Regions from separate parts of the Mus musculus genome. Here all the other regions are linked to region 3. The links are chromatin contacts, called in public Hi-C maps. All regions are on one chromosome and are shown on one strand. The core of a region is the stretch at or near the end of the contact, and the rest is flanking DNA. Distances in the headings are between cores, read along the strand shown. Region 1 has its middle 15 kb from the start of Gm46880. Region 2 has its middle 33 kb from the start of Gm46880. Region 3 holds the start of Runx1t1 (RUNX1 translocation partner 1).

Region 1 (4,011 bases), core at 414-2,913, 520 kb after region 3:
AATTCAATCTCTGGATGCAACAACTAAAACCTCATCTTGTAGGCCTTATTAAAATCTGATTCAGAGCAGAAGGGGTCTGCAACCCTATAGGTGGAACAACAATATGAACTAACCAGTACCCCTAGAGCTCATGTCTCTAGCTGCCTGTGTAGCAGAAGATGGCCTAGTCGGCCATCATTGGGAAGAAAGCCCCCTAGGTCTTGCAAACTTTATATGCCCCAGTACAGGGGAATGCCAGAGCCAAGAAGTGGGGGTGGGTGGGTAGGGGAGCAGGGCGTGGGGAGGGTATAGGGAACTTTCGGGATAGCATTTAAAATGTAAATAAAGAAACTATCTAGCTAGCATGATGGCGCACGCCTTTAATCCCAGCACTTGGGAGGCAGAGGCAAGTGGATCTCTGAGTTCGAGGCCAGCCTGGTCTACAGAGTGAGTTCCAGGACAGCCAGGGCTACACAGAGAAACCCTGTCTCAAAAAACAAAAACAAAACAAAACAAAACAAAACAAAAACCCGAAAATATCTAATAAAAAAAAAATCTGATTCCTTCGGTGGTGAATCCTTTCGGATCTGCCGTGATACTGGGAAACTCTAGCAGTTACATCTTACCCTCAAGCTGTCCAAAAAGAGACCTGACTGGCTCCTGCTTCCTCTCTTCCTCCATCCAACCCGGAAGTCCCGCCTACTAGCCCAGTGATTGGCTCTTTTATTCATTAGTGGATTAGTTCACAAGAACAGCACCAGGCCCATCCAGAACAATTGAATCTCAAATGTCTCATAAAAACTGCCAATTCCAAATAACCAGAAGTAATGGAAACACAGCAAAACAAACAAACCAACCAACGTTACAAACAGTCCAACAGACAGACATGATCTTTACCAACCAACATTCACAAACAGTCCAGTTGACAAGCATCATCTTTGGAATATGCTTAGCCAATTCTTTAGGATGTAAAATTTCTTTATCCTGGAGTGTGGAGACATGGGTTTCACATGGCTTGCAGGATTCAGGACCATAAATCTATAGTAATCTCATTTGGGTAAAGGAGTGAGATTAAGGCCAACTCTCCACCAATTCTGCAGGAAGTAATGTCCTGCTTTGAATTCCTCTGACTGACTTAAGGAAAGATCAACCATTTCCAATATTTTGCTCGACTTCATTCCATGGAAGCCATCTTTATCACTGACTTTCCCTCTTGTGCTTTCTCTTGCTTATTCCTAGAAATTTCCTTTATCCTGGCTTTCTGAAGTTCTCTCTACACAGTTTCTGATCTCAGTTCCCTTTCCTGAACTGCTATCTCCAGCTTAGTATTCTTCTCTAATGAATTTTCTCTCTCAATACACTGCGCTCTTGTTTCCTAAGCTTCTTCCAATCCCAGCACAATGTATTCCTAATATCTTCCTGATCTAAGTCTTCAGCGTCTGAATTTTCCTGATTTCTTCTTGTTCCCTGTCCTTTTAAAAAGTCTGTTTTGTCTCAAATTGGTATTTTAAGCCCCAAATTTACATTTAAAGGGCATAAATAACCCTTATCTACAACCCCTGTCAGGCCCTTCCTTTCCTTAGAGTTCAGCTTCTTTGTTTGCCAAGTGAGGTAGATGGGAGAGATCTGAAAAGTCTCTTTCAGCATAAACACCAGGGCCCTGCAGACATTAGACACTGTCCTGTTCGGTATGTGTAGGTTCATTGGGGTTACTTACCACAGAATAGGTTTTTGTGTTCCATAGTGTGTCTTGAGCACTTTGACCCTCAACACATTAAATGATCAGCTGGGTCATAAAAGGAAGAGGCAGAGAGCCAGTGTGCCACATGTACCTGTGTCTGGGCTCATAGCCAGGCCTGCTTGGGAGGACAGGAAGCGGCAAGAGCACAGGGAAATGTTCTGTGTGAAGTGACATGGGGCCGTGTTACACAGGGTCTTTGTGAGACTCCACAAATAATGACCAAAAGTACAGGGACTTCACAGAGAAAGTTAATGAAAGAGAGAAAAAGAAAAAAAAAAGAAACTTTAAAATTCAGAATGAAAACAATTAAAACAAAAGAGCAGAAAATGGAGAGGTGGGTTTTTGTTTTAGCTCCAGTAAGATTATTTTCTCAGATCATGAGCTAACCACCAACTAGGCAGGGAGCTAGGCGGTTACCAGATCTGCCAGGCAGGCAGAGATGGATTTATTTATGTGTGTGTACTGTGGAATGAGACATGAGTCCAAATCTTTAGTCTTTCTAGTCCCTAAGACAGAAACCTTCAAAAATCATAACTCTTGAATGCCACAGGCAGAAATGGCCACATATTTCTTCTTCCTAAGACATTTGTAGGCCGCTTTCCACTAGATTGCTAGATCATTGATGAATCTATAATATCAGGTACAAGGAAAAAAATTATATTCCCTCCATTCTATAGCAGACAATGCGTCGACTATAACTTGTCAGTTTCAGAAAACAGCTCTTTGTAAACAAGCAGAATCCTTGCAAAGGACTTCCTGATTCTTGAAGGGAAAACTTGTAAACTTTACGTATTCTGGGAGTTTATTTTAATTTTATTGAACCATCTTTGTTTTTAAAATAAATAAACAAACCATTTATGTGTATGTGGGTATGTGTAATTTTTGAGAAAAGGCTAGCCTCTTCTTTGGGGCAAACATCTTGCCTCAGCCTCCAAGTGCTGAACAGGTGAGAACTACCTCATTCTGCAGCTTGTATGCATGCATGTATGTATGCATGTATGCATGTATGCATGTATTCATGTATGTATGCATGTATGCATGTATCTAGTATTTATATCAGACACATATGGGCTATAAGGCTTTCTGGAAAATGAATGACAGATGCTTAGATTGACACACTTTTAAAGATAAATCCACAATAAAAAAAGACTCTGTTTATACAAGTAAGTAGCTATCGTTGCTATATCCCTTTTCCAGGTGGGCACATAGAGGTTTGAAGTGATGTAATAAGTTGAAACTGGTCACACAAAGCAACAGATAAGGCTGGGGTTTAAACTCAGCCTCACTGACCTACAGTGTATTGTTAACTGTTATTCCAGCATTCTTCCCCAGATGGTGAGAAGAGTGTACTCATTGCACATTAGCAACTTGTAAGTACTTAGTAAATTAATGATGAGACTGTGACATAATGAGTCTCTTGGCAGTTGCTAGGTGACCACCTGGCATCTCCCTGCCCTCCCATCTCCCTGCCAACTCCAGTCTCATCTTCTGAAACTAGATCATTTTCTTTCCTTGTTTCTTCAGCAGTTTCCTCTTCCTGATTTGTGTGAACAATGGTCACTTGAGATTCTGGAAGAGGGCCCTTCTTTGACTCTTGACTTACATCATTTATTCCATATTAAGTGAGTATGCATATTATAGATGACACTATAAGAGACAGTGAGAAACATAGCTTACATCATGGAGTACTTACACCAATGGAAATACCTCTTTTATATTACTTGTGCTGATAGTTATTCAAAATTAATTTGAAAAGTTAGAGAAAAGGATTTGGATGGTTGAGGTTCAAGGAACTTAAGAAAATGAATCTCACTTCAAATATGTTAAAAGTCCATATAAAAAAGAATTTTCACTGATTGATATTTGACTAAATTAAAACACAGCTGAACTCTTCAGCATGGCTTAAGGGGAAAAAAAAAGTGGAATTAATACAGACGCCAAGGACAAAACTATCTGGTACTGGGTGTCTCCATGTCAGGGAAAGAATGCCAGACTGCTTCCATTAGTCTCACACGCCCTTCCCTCCACCCCTCCTGGAGGAAAACGTCAGCCCGTGGCACTTCCTGGCACAACAGGCAACTATGATATTTCAGTGTGCTTTGACTTTTGATGCTCCTTTAACTCAATGACCACCAGTGCTGACCAGGGCTGCATTAAGCAAGTCTAGCCTGCCCAAGAGAAATTTCTTTCATTCATCAACAGATAAGGAGTTTTGGCAACCCTCTCAGGGGAACAAAAGGAAGAACACACACACACACACACACACACACACACACACACACACAGAGAGA
Region 2 (4,384 bases), core at 1,669-4,168, 540 kb after region 3:
GGAATATCTAATCTACCGAAAAGAAAAATACAACATAGAACAAGCTGGATTCTGGAGATTAGTAAACATACATTAAAATGATATTAAGTGATTGATTGTAGCATAGTTTCAAAGAACATGCCACTCTGAATTGATTAAGAATCAGCTTGATGGCTGGCTAGAAGAGCATATTTTCTAGCAGGATATGCTCACCAGGCAAACAGAGACTTCTTCCTCTCCTCTGGTGAAGTGGTTGGACCCTAACTTTTGAAGTTGGTTTTATTAACCATCTCCACTGAACAATTTGCTATCACCAGCCAGTGGTTTCTAAAGATACAGCAGAGAAATGTCCTCTCAGGGAATGGTATACGGTACTGCATACTGAGAAACAACAGAGAGCTTTAGTTCTTTTCCCTCCAGGAATACTAAAACGTATCAGTTTAACTTTTCAGTGACTTGGAAATGATCGGAAGCCTTTTCCTTCCTTCTTTCCTTCCTCCTTCCCTCTTTCTCCTATCTTTTCTCTTACTGTCTTCACATAGGGTCTCAGTCTATAGCCCAAATTAACCTGGCATTCTTAGCCTTTCACCTATTGATACTATAGGTATAAGCCACCATGTTCAGCTTGGGCAATTTTCAAATGAACATAAGTTTATGGTTTAAAAACAAAACAAAACAACAACAAAAAACAAACAACAAAAATAAATCAAAAGACACACAAAGCCAAAATAACCCCCAAACACTTTTCTTACCTTTAAAAGAGGTAAACACATACATGAGTCTATATAAGAGAAACAGCTGTATGAGCCCAGGGGGCAGATTTTTGTGACTCAAGTCAACATTTCAGTTGTTTTCTTAATTTACTTCTGTTTAGTCAAGTGAAAAGCAAACTCTTGTAAGTTCTGGGCTTAACTCAAATTCAGAAGACTTGTATACTTCATTGATATCAATATTGTTTAAATGCTGGGAATATAATTCAGTGAATAGAGTCCTTGGAGCATGTGCAAAGCCCAGGGTTTAATGTCCATCATGGATGAAAGCAGGTATCATGGTGCCCAGCTGGAATACTGCACTCTGGACAAAAAGACAAGAGAATCAAAACTTCAAGATCAGTCCTGGCTACACAGTGAGCTGAAGGGAAGCCTTGGCTACGTGAGACTTCGTTAGGAAAAAAATAATTTACAAAATATATATACAAATATGGAAAAGCATATACTTAAATGTATAATAGTGAAATAATTTAGTGAACAGTTTTTATAAATGTACTTTATAAAAATAATCAATGTTTTATAAATGTACTTCTATATATTATATTAATGTTCTAGATAGTTCAGACAACAACATCCAATGTTCCCCAAAAGTTAATGACACTAAATTTTTATAATGTCATTTGAGAAGACTCAGGAGAATCACTGATTTTGTGTTCAAGAGCTGCTGATTGGTTATGCTTTATATTAATTAATTTTGGAGTTTACTTGAATCACTGTATATGGCAATAAAAGGAGCCCAAAATTTGAGTTAGAGAGCCTACATCAAAGAACTACATAAAATAAATCAAATGTATTCTTCTAGACAAGTTTCTTAGTAATATGGAGCCTCAGATTTTTACTGATAATTGAGAAAGGTATTCATATATTGTTGGAAAGATTATGAGAGATAATATATAGAAAGTATTTTTATATTATGAACACAATAAGGAAAGAACCATTTTAATCACTAACAATAAGCAATATTTTCTTCTATTTAAGAAAAGTGACTGGAAGAATAATTCCTTTTCTCAGTCTGTTTTGGAAAAAAGAAACAAAACCTTAGTGTTATTATCAAAATCTCTGTTAAAAGAAGAAAAAATCTAAGGCATCTTAATAACTTCAGTTGACTACTAAATCTTTCTCATTTATGAAGACACTAATTTCAGTTTGTTAAAATAAACAAAGCAGTTATATATGCATTTCCAATTACTCAAAGATGAGACCTATTAGCCAATGGAATTAACATGTAGTAGTAAAATATATAAAGAGAAAGACAATCTTGAAAGAAATTATTTGTAAACATCTTTCCCACGAAACAATTATAAAATAAAGGAAGTATCTTAATCCCAGCATTGTTTTAAAGGCCATGATAAATTAGCAAGTGCTTTGGTCACTCTTGGTTTCTAAGGCTTTCTGAGATATTGGAGAAAGTAAAAGCACTAATATGAAGCTACATAAACCTTGGTATATTGTAATTCCTTAAATGACCAAAACAATACTGACTGTGTATGCATCTCTTCTGCAACTGGGGGTTGCCAAGTCCTGCTGGAGGATGAGTCTTCCACACCTTCTGACAGTGTCCTCTCTCTAAGTGGCAAACATTACAGGTAATCATTTCTATGACACAGCAGCCATGTTTGTCTATGGAATATTCATAGCAGCGAGTCTGCTGCTCAAAATGAGTGAAAGCTCTGTTGCAGATAGTCTTATCCAGCAAGAATTCTCTAGATTCTCAGGAAAATCTATGTGAGTGAGCAGGACTAGAGATGTGTCTCTGAAGTTGATGGGCTTCCTCCACTATAAAGGAATTCTTCAAAGAGAATGGACAGGAAGTCACTTCTCTATTTTTGGAACTCATTAACAAACAAAAGCAGACTATATGTGCCTTCCACACCTATGAACAACTTCCAAGTGACCTTTTATTTATATCACCACCACCCCCCCCCCCAAAAAAAATTCTCCGGTAAGCAATTTTCTATGCACAGAGTTATTCCTGTAGTTTGGCAGATGAGGGGCGGGGGAGGCGAAGAGGACCACAAACACTAAGAATCAAATGCAAGCTCAGCTCGTCAGTTCCTCTGCCAAAAAGTGCGCTGAAGCCAACGGACCTCCCACGTTCTCCATAGTGTGCTTCTGTGCATGGTGATCTGCAAATATTATCATTCCATGACAATGCAGTTTCATCAAGGTACGTCTCAATCCATGGGATACGAGTCCCACACAACAGACGGGGACTTTGGCGGAGCTGTGTGCACGCTGCGTGTGTTACTTACTGGTTATATTGCGGTGGCCACACTGAGTCCCGTATGGCGCAGTATTAACGAATGGCATGCAAGCACCTTCTGTCGAAACATCTGCGACAGGGAAATTTCAGGCATTTTTCCAGAAAATTTTTGTGCTCTGGACCAAATTTTCATTAGGACTCTGAAACCTGGCAAGCAGCATTGTTGTGTATGATTTTTTTTTTTTTTAAATAAACTGGGACATGCCTTTGTTACAGGAGCGAGGGAAAGGGCCCTGCCATGGCTCCCTTCTATTCTAAAAAGTTCAGGAAACATATGACAGCTCACAAAATAACATCTCCCAACTTTTGGCTTTTTGTCGACATACAAATAAAATTCACAGTTTGGGATATGTAGCTTTTCCCATCTCAGGGTAAGAGATTCCAATGGAGGCTTCCTCAAGAAACGGTTTGTGAGGAGGACATGCTAGCAACAGGGATGATTTGTTCGTGTTTCATTTTTGATGCTGGCTGCCAAAAAAATAAATAAAACAAATCCACGCAAGAGTTTTTACTTGTTTTAAGGGGACAGCATGTCCCAGAATTAGGAAAAATAAATCAAAGAGCAGGGTGCATTTTGTACATGCCTGCTTGAACTCATAAAACACACGAATCAAACAAAGAGCAGGCTTCATTAATGTCACTCACAGAAGTATGAGTTTTTTTCCATTTTCTTTCTTCAATAATCTCTCTACTATACTAATGGAAACTAGAAAAACACCCTTTCATAATTTTTAAATTCCCTATGCCCTTCTATAAACACTAATGCAAAGCAAACATGTTTGGCAGTTAATATGTGCATTATCATTATGTAAATAGGCATGTTATCATTATAATTCAATGATGTTGTTCTTGGTAAGCCCCCCCCACTACACATATTATCCAATTTCAGTCATAATGCGTATTATACCGCCGGGGCTTTATAAGCCCTCTAGATCACAGGGAATAAGTAGACTGTATATAACAAGAGGTTTCCCACATATGCACAGATACTGGATGCAGCGACTGCCAGACAGACAGAGGCTGCTTCCCATTGTTCAGTTCCACCACAGCAATGTGCGGAAGCCTGAGATTAGTATCCATTTTACTGTTCAAATTGAGTACCACATTATGACATTTTATACTGACAACATTATAAGTTGAAATGATACATTTAAACTCCATGAGATGACTTGATCTAGCACTAACGTAAAATAGGCTGTGTATCTGAACCTTATATGAACTAGGAACAACTCATGTCACAGTCTGTTTGGAAATGTTACAGTGTTTGCATAAATCCATTGCTTATGCATAAGCACCAGGGAACCAGAATCCTGAGGCAGGCAGTAATCTATAAAGTTCTCACGGCGCTTGATAAGCATGCAAGGTGCATCGT
Region 3 (4,499 bases), core at 930-3,429:
CATGCTCACAGTCACAGCTGCTGCTAGTCTCTGCATCCAAGTACAAGATCTTCTAACACAGTGGGAGAAAGAGGGAGGAAGGGAGGGAGGGAGGGAGGGAGGGAGGGAGGGAGGGAGGGAGGGAGGGAGGGAGAGAGGGAGGGAGGGAGGGAAGGAGGGGTCCAGAGAATGAGAGAGAGAGAGAGAGAACTAGGGGAGGGGAGAGGGAGAAGGAAAGGAAGAGACATAGGGAGAGAGAGAGACAGAGAGAGAGACAATCAGAAAAACAGAGACTGACAGACAGACACACAGAGAGCTCAAACTTCAGAACACCACTACAGAACCAGTCAGGTATTAACAACTTAACACTAAAGCCAACTTCCAATGGCAAAGCCTTAAGTACAATTCAGTGCTTTGGAGCTTTCTTTAAAAGTCATGTGAGGAATCAGGAGAAGAGGTCCTAACTAGTACCCCTCCCCCTTTGTCACTGACAAGCAGATTTGGTTCTATTTTACCAAAATATCACAGACTCTGGTGGGTGCTGCCAGACCATGTAATACTCATCTATTAAGAGCATAAAAACAAAGAACCTATGAATTTTTATAAATTTCCATGAAACTGTGCTCCAATGGCCTTGTAAAACAACAACAACAACAACAACAACAACAAACAAACAAATAAAATACAAGCACTTCTTCACCAGTTCTATATTATATAATAAGGGCACATTTCTTCCTCAGTTACATATTGCATATAAATCAAGCTGAGAGCTTAAAGAGTTAAAATGACCTTTCTAAGACCTCAGTTATTATCTTTTTTGGTAATTGAATTTCCCCATATTTCAGCTTCTATGCATTGCTAGTCCCCTGAACAACAGCAACGGAAGTGCAATCCTGGGCAAACTTGTCCTTTCTGCACACATATCAATAACGAGGAGAGCAGACTCCAAGACGTATCCTAAAGGGAAAACACTCTTCAAACAACTGGCGATACCTACACACAACTGTGGTTTCAGAAAGCTGGCAGATAATGTTTCAAAACACCATCTGGGAGGTGTGCAAACTCTGACCAAGCACGGCCTCTTCTGCCTGCCCTACCCAAATAATCTGCATGCGCCAGCCAGCTGGAGGATCTCTGTGTGCCCTGCCTTTATCTGCTCTGCATTCGGCACAGGACAATTTAGAGAGTTCTGGAGAGCAGCAGAGACAGCCCTTCTCCTGCAGCAGGCTTCACAAACACAGTTTTCCCTGGCAGCAATCACAGAAACACTTCAGTTTCCAAAGATAATATTTTTCTGGAGAATTGTCATACACTAAATTTCCAGGGACACAGGAATGTCACTAATTCAGCATACTTCTTCTAAATGACCCGATTTCAATTACTTACATGATAACATCTAAGGACTATGATTTAGAGCGAGAAATTCCTTCTAGTGCCAAAGCTGCCTTCATTTTCTTTGACATAAACAGCTCTTCAAAGACGTTCTCCAAGAATTCTACCATAATCTAAAAACTCTCTCCACAGGCAAATAACCAGCAAAGAAGTACAGATGATAGTCCAGAGACCCAGAACAGAAAACACTTCTCAGTGGAGCTAATCCCCTGTGTAAACTGCTCAGGCAAACATCCACGGCTTCCTTCCCCTCAGTTTCAAAGGAGTATCTCCCCATATCCTACACCCCTAAATCCAGCTTTCTTTGTGTCACCTCCCAATCACACCTCTATCACCCCACAGCCTCTCCCTGCCCTCATCCAGTACAGCAGTCGTGGTGCAGTCGGCATTTTCCACGCGTTACAGAAAGTAAAGCTTCCTTCCTTGCAAGAAAAGAGGACTCACTCACCAGGCATCCCGGAATCCAGCGTGTAACACACTGAAAGCAACTCTGTGTTAAGAGGGAGCGCGATGCGGGCTCATGCCTCCTGTTCTGGAATGTGCGGGGCGGTGGAGAGGAGGGCCATCAGAGGGGCTGGGGCGGCATGGCCCGAGGCAGGGTGCTGGGCGCGTGCGCCTGCCAGGCAGAGACAGATGGAGAGCTGACACTCCGGATTGCACTTGGAGCAGAAATGTGCAGGATGACAGGAACACATGTGGCCTTGAACCCAGCCCTGTCTCTTCAGGCAGAACAATGACAGGGACGTGTGTACAAAGTATCACAACTCCTGTCTCCCTTTCTCCACTCTTCCTCCTGCCCCAGTTCCAGAGCACCAAAAAGCAGAAAGTGAAATGCAGAAAGATAAGCTAAATGCTGAATAATTCATTCACTATCACCACCCCTTCCCAGCTCCAAGTTAACCCTTATTTTGCCAAAAGATGGCAATGTTGACCTGACCCCAACTCACACTGAAAGCTGTCCTTCATCTTCTAATTTTAACAGGCATTACTGGGAAGTTTGGTTTAAAACAAACAAGGGCACAGACCACAAAGCTTTTTTTATTGATCTGGAAACCCCAAACAACCTAAAAACCTCTTGTAAGACCGGGCTGTGCCAGTTCATCGCCCAGCACAAAGTATGAGCAGAACACTTCCAGCTTCCCAGTAGCGTGGGTCAAACAGAACACTTTTTTTCTGAGGCAGAATCTAACCGTTTTTAGTTCACTACAGTGCTTTCAATCCACTGGGCTCCCAGGTTGATTTGCTCCAAACACTTTCAGCTTACTTTCCTCTACTTTACATAGAGATCCACAGGAGACAAAAACAAACTCTTCATTGTAATGCCTTTTCAAAAGCTAAACAATCATGCCTTTTTGGGAAGGGGTGCTGGGGGGGGGGGTGCAAGGGGGGCTGGGGGGGGAGACACCCTTAAATGTTTCTCCTGACTGTGAATAACACATACCCAGCCTGGTTCAATGGACTCTTCCCTATTAAGCTTTAATGGACACCATGATATATAAAACTGGGAGCCTTTGTTACAGTGCTTTATCTAAAGCTGCCTATTTCCTTCCCAGCAGTGTGTCTTCAGTCCTTTGTAAAACATCCTTGCCTCATAGGAGAAACACAAGCCTGCCTGCCTGCCTGCCTTGCCCGCCTGTTTCTAAACACACAAAGATGCCAGGCAGAAGGAAAACATTATTCTCTTCTAAAACTCTTCTTCACAATTTAACACTTGGGAACTCTTCTCTGGGTCTGTGTTTGATTGTTTGTTTTAACAACAGGGCTCACATGGTGGTCAAGCCCTTGGGCTCTCTACCTTTCCAGTGTACAGCCAATCCACTAGACACACACAATTCTACTAAACAATTCTACTCAGGACTGACCAGCCAGCCAGCTCAGTGACCATGAAGAGGGACCGGCCCCTTTAACTCTTGCTATTCTGGCAGTGGTCCATGTGTCCTTTGCTTATTCGACATTTTCCATAAGCTTTCATCAGGTTGATTTTTCTCCCCTCCTTGCTGCCTTCAAGAACTACTAACAGACCCCATCTGAAAACAGGCAGTGATTTTGACCTCTACCCACTGCCTCCCTGTCCCTTCGCCTGAGAGGGCTTCAGAGCACATGCACACAACACACACCTTGCACAAACGAAAAATATATCATCTTTGATAAACAGCATCGATCAGTAAGAACTTCTACAGCCCCTGAACGCTGAACCTGAGAAGGGCTGCTTCAGCCAGTGAACCCCTCAAAAATCCATCTCTGTCAGAGACAACTTGTAAAAAGACGACAATTCATAGTGATTACTCTGTTCTGTCAAGAATAGTATACTACACTCTATTTATGAGGGCAATCTTTTTGTTCATCTTAGTTGGGTGTCACTTGTAATGAGGTTCTGTGTAATGGATTTCAGTTCTGTTAAGCAGCAAGCTCAAACATTCTTGTGACAGAAATTGTTATAGCATGCATGAGTGTGATCACCAATTAAGTGCTGGCATAAGGGCCTTTATGGAATCCAGAATCCTAAATCTGAAGACTTCCATTTTTTTAAGGAGTAGTTTTGAAAAGCCATTCAATGCTACACACCAATTTTTTTTTTCTTTAATACTATACCTATGGAAGAAAGAAAACATTTTCACAGTGGGGCACCCAACCTTTCATCAATATGCACGGTGAATCACTTCTAAAATAGAAAGTCATATGACAAAATGCAATACACGTCAAGAAAACTGGATGATATCTGGTTTCAAAACTGGGTCTTAATATCGGTACACTCCAAGGCCTGAAACTACAGCTCAGAAAATTGAACTTCCATATGCTGTGTGATTATGTATCTTTTCTATGTGTAAAAAGGCTTTTTAAGCTGTTATCTGACTACAGTAATTGCCACTTTAAATTGATCCACGTCAACAAAACCTGGATCCCCGGAGATTCTCACCTTCAAGTCTGATTGCAAAAAGGGCCTGGCTGAGCATGCATCTGAGGCTGGTTCAGCGTTTTCTCAAGGAGTCTGTCCCTTGCTTTCACCTAGAGACAGGCAAAGCTGCAGCCCCATTTGGCATCTCTCCCTGAACTGGGAAACCTGGACATGTATAGATACAGTTACTTAGGCAGAAATAACTTTCCCTTTAATAAAATGAGTACAAAGA

Evidence for each region. A called contact is a pair of places that touch in the nucleus more often than the background predicts.
Region 1: a Hi-C map of cardiomyocytes shows a contact between it and region 3, with 1.7 times the contacts expected there. The contact joins the enhancer-like site here to the promoter of Runx1t1 in region 3. A contact is called at or near these places in 3 of 39 promoter capture datasets (the 3T3-L1 cell line, cranial neural crest and embryonic stem cells), 1 of 15 datasets of contacts at CTCF or cohesin (pro-B cells), 6 of 484 Hi-C or Micro-C datasets (the HL-1 cell line, the N1E-115 cell line, cardiomyocytes and 2 more), 5 of 115 datasets of contacts at active chromatin or transcription factors (cardiomyocytes, craniofacial prominence, embryonic basal ganglia and 2 more) and 1 of 9 other capture datasets (embryonic tail).
Region 2: a Hi-C map of brain shows a contact between it and region 3, with 3 times the contacts expected there. The contact joins the enhancer-like site here to the promoter of Runx1t1 in region 3. A contact is called at or near these places in 1 of 15 datasets of contacts at CTCF or cohesin (pro-B cells), 12 of 484 Hi-C or Micro-C datasets (adipose-derived mesenchymal stem cells, brain, cerebellar granule neurons and 4 more), 5 of 115 datasets of contacts at active chromatin or transcription factors (astrocytes, cardiomyocytes, craniofacial prominence and 2 more) and 3 of 9 other capture datasets (embryonic stem cells, embryonic tail and embryonic trunk).

The regions. Positions count from the first base shown.
Region 1 is chr4:13,265,738-13,269,748 of GRCm38.p6, reverse strand. No RefSeq gene overlaps it. Among named protein-coding and RNA genes, the nearest start is that of Gm46880, 15 kb to the left of the region's middle. Within about 2 kb of position 1,663, at least 9 of the 459 cell types and tissues checked have an H3K27ac peak or open chromatin away from gene starts, as enhancers often do.
Region 2 is chr4:13,247,250-13,251,633 of GRCm38.p6, reverse strand. No RefSeq gene overlaps it. Among named protein-coding and RNA genes, the nearest start is that of Gm46880, 33 kb to the left of the region's middle. Within about 2 kb of position 2,918, at least 18 of the 459 cell types and tissues checked have an H3K27ac peak or open chromatin away from gene starts, as enhancers often do. A contact at or near this core is called in brain, cerebellum and forebrain, where this site is marked.
Region 3 is chr4:13,782,462-13,786,960 of GRCm38.p6, reverse strand. It overlaps Runx1t1 (RUNX1 translocation partner 1), which reads right to left and starts at 2,179. Exons shown (of 11, transcript NM_009822.3): 1 at 1,820-2,179. The coding sequence starts at 1,826.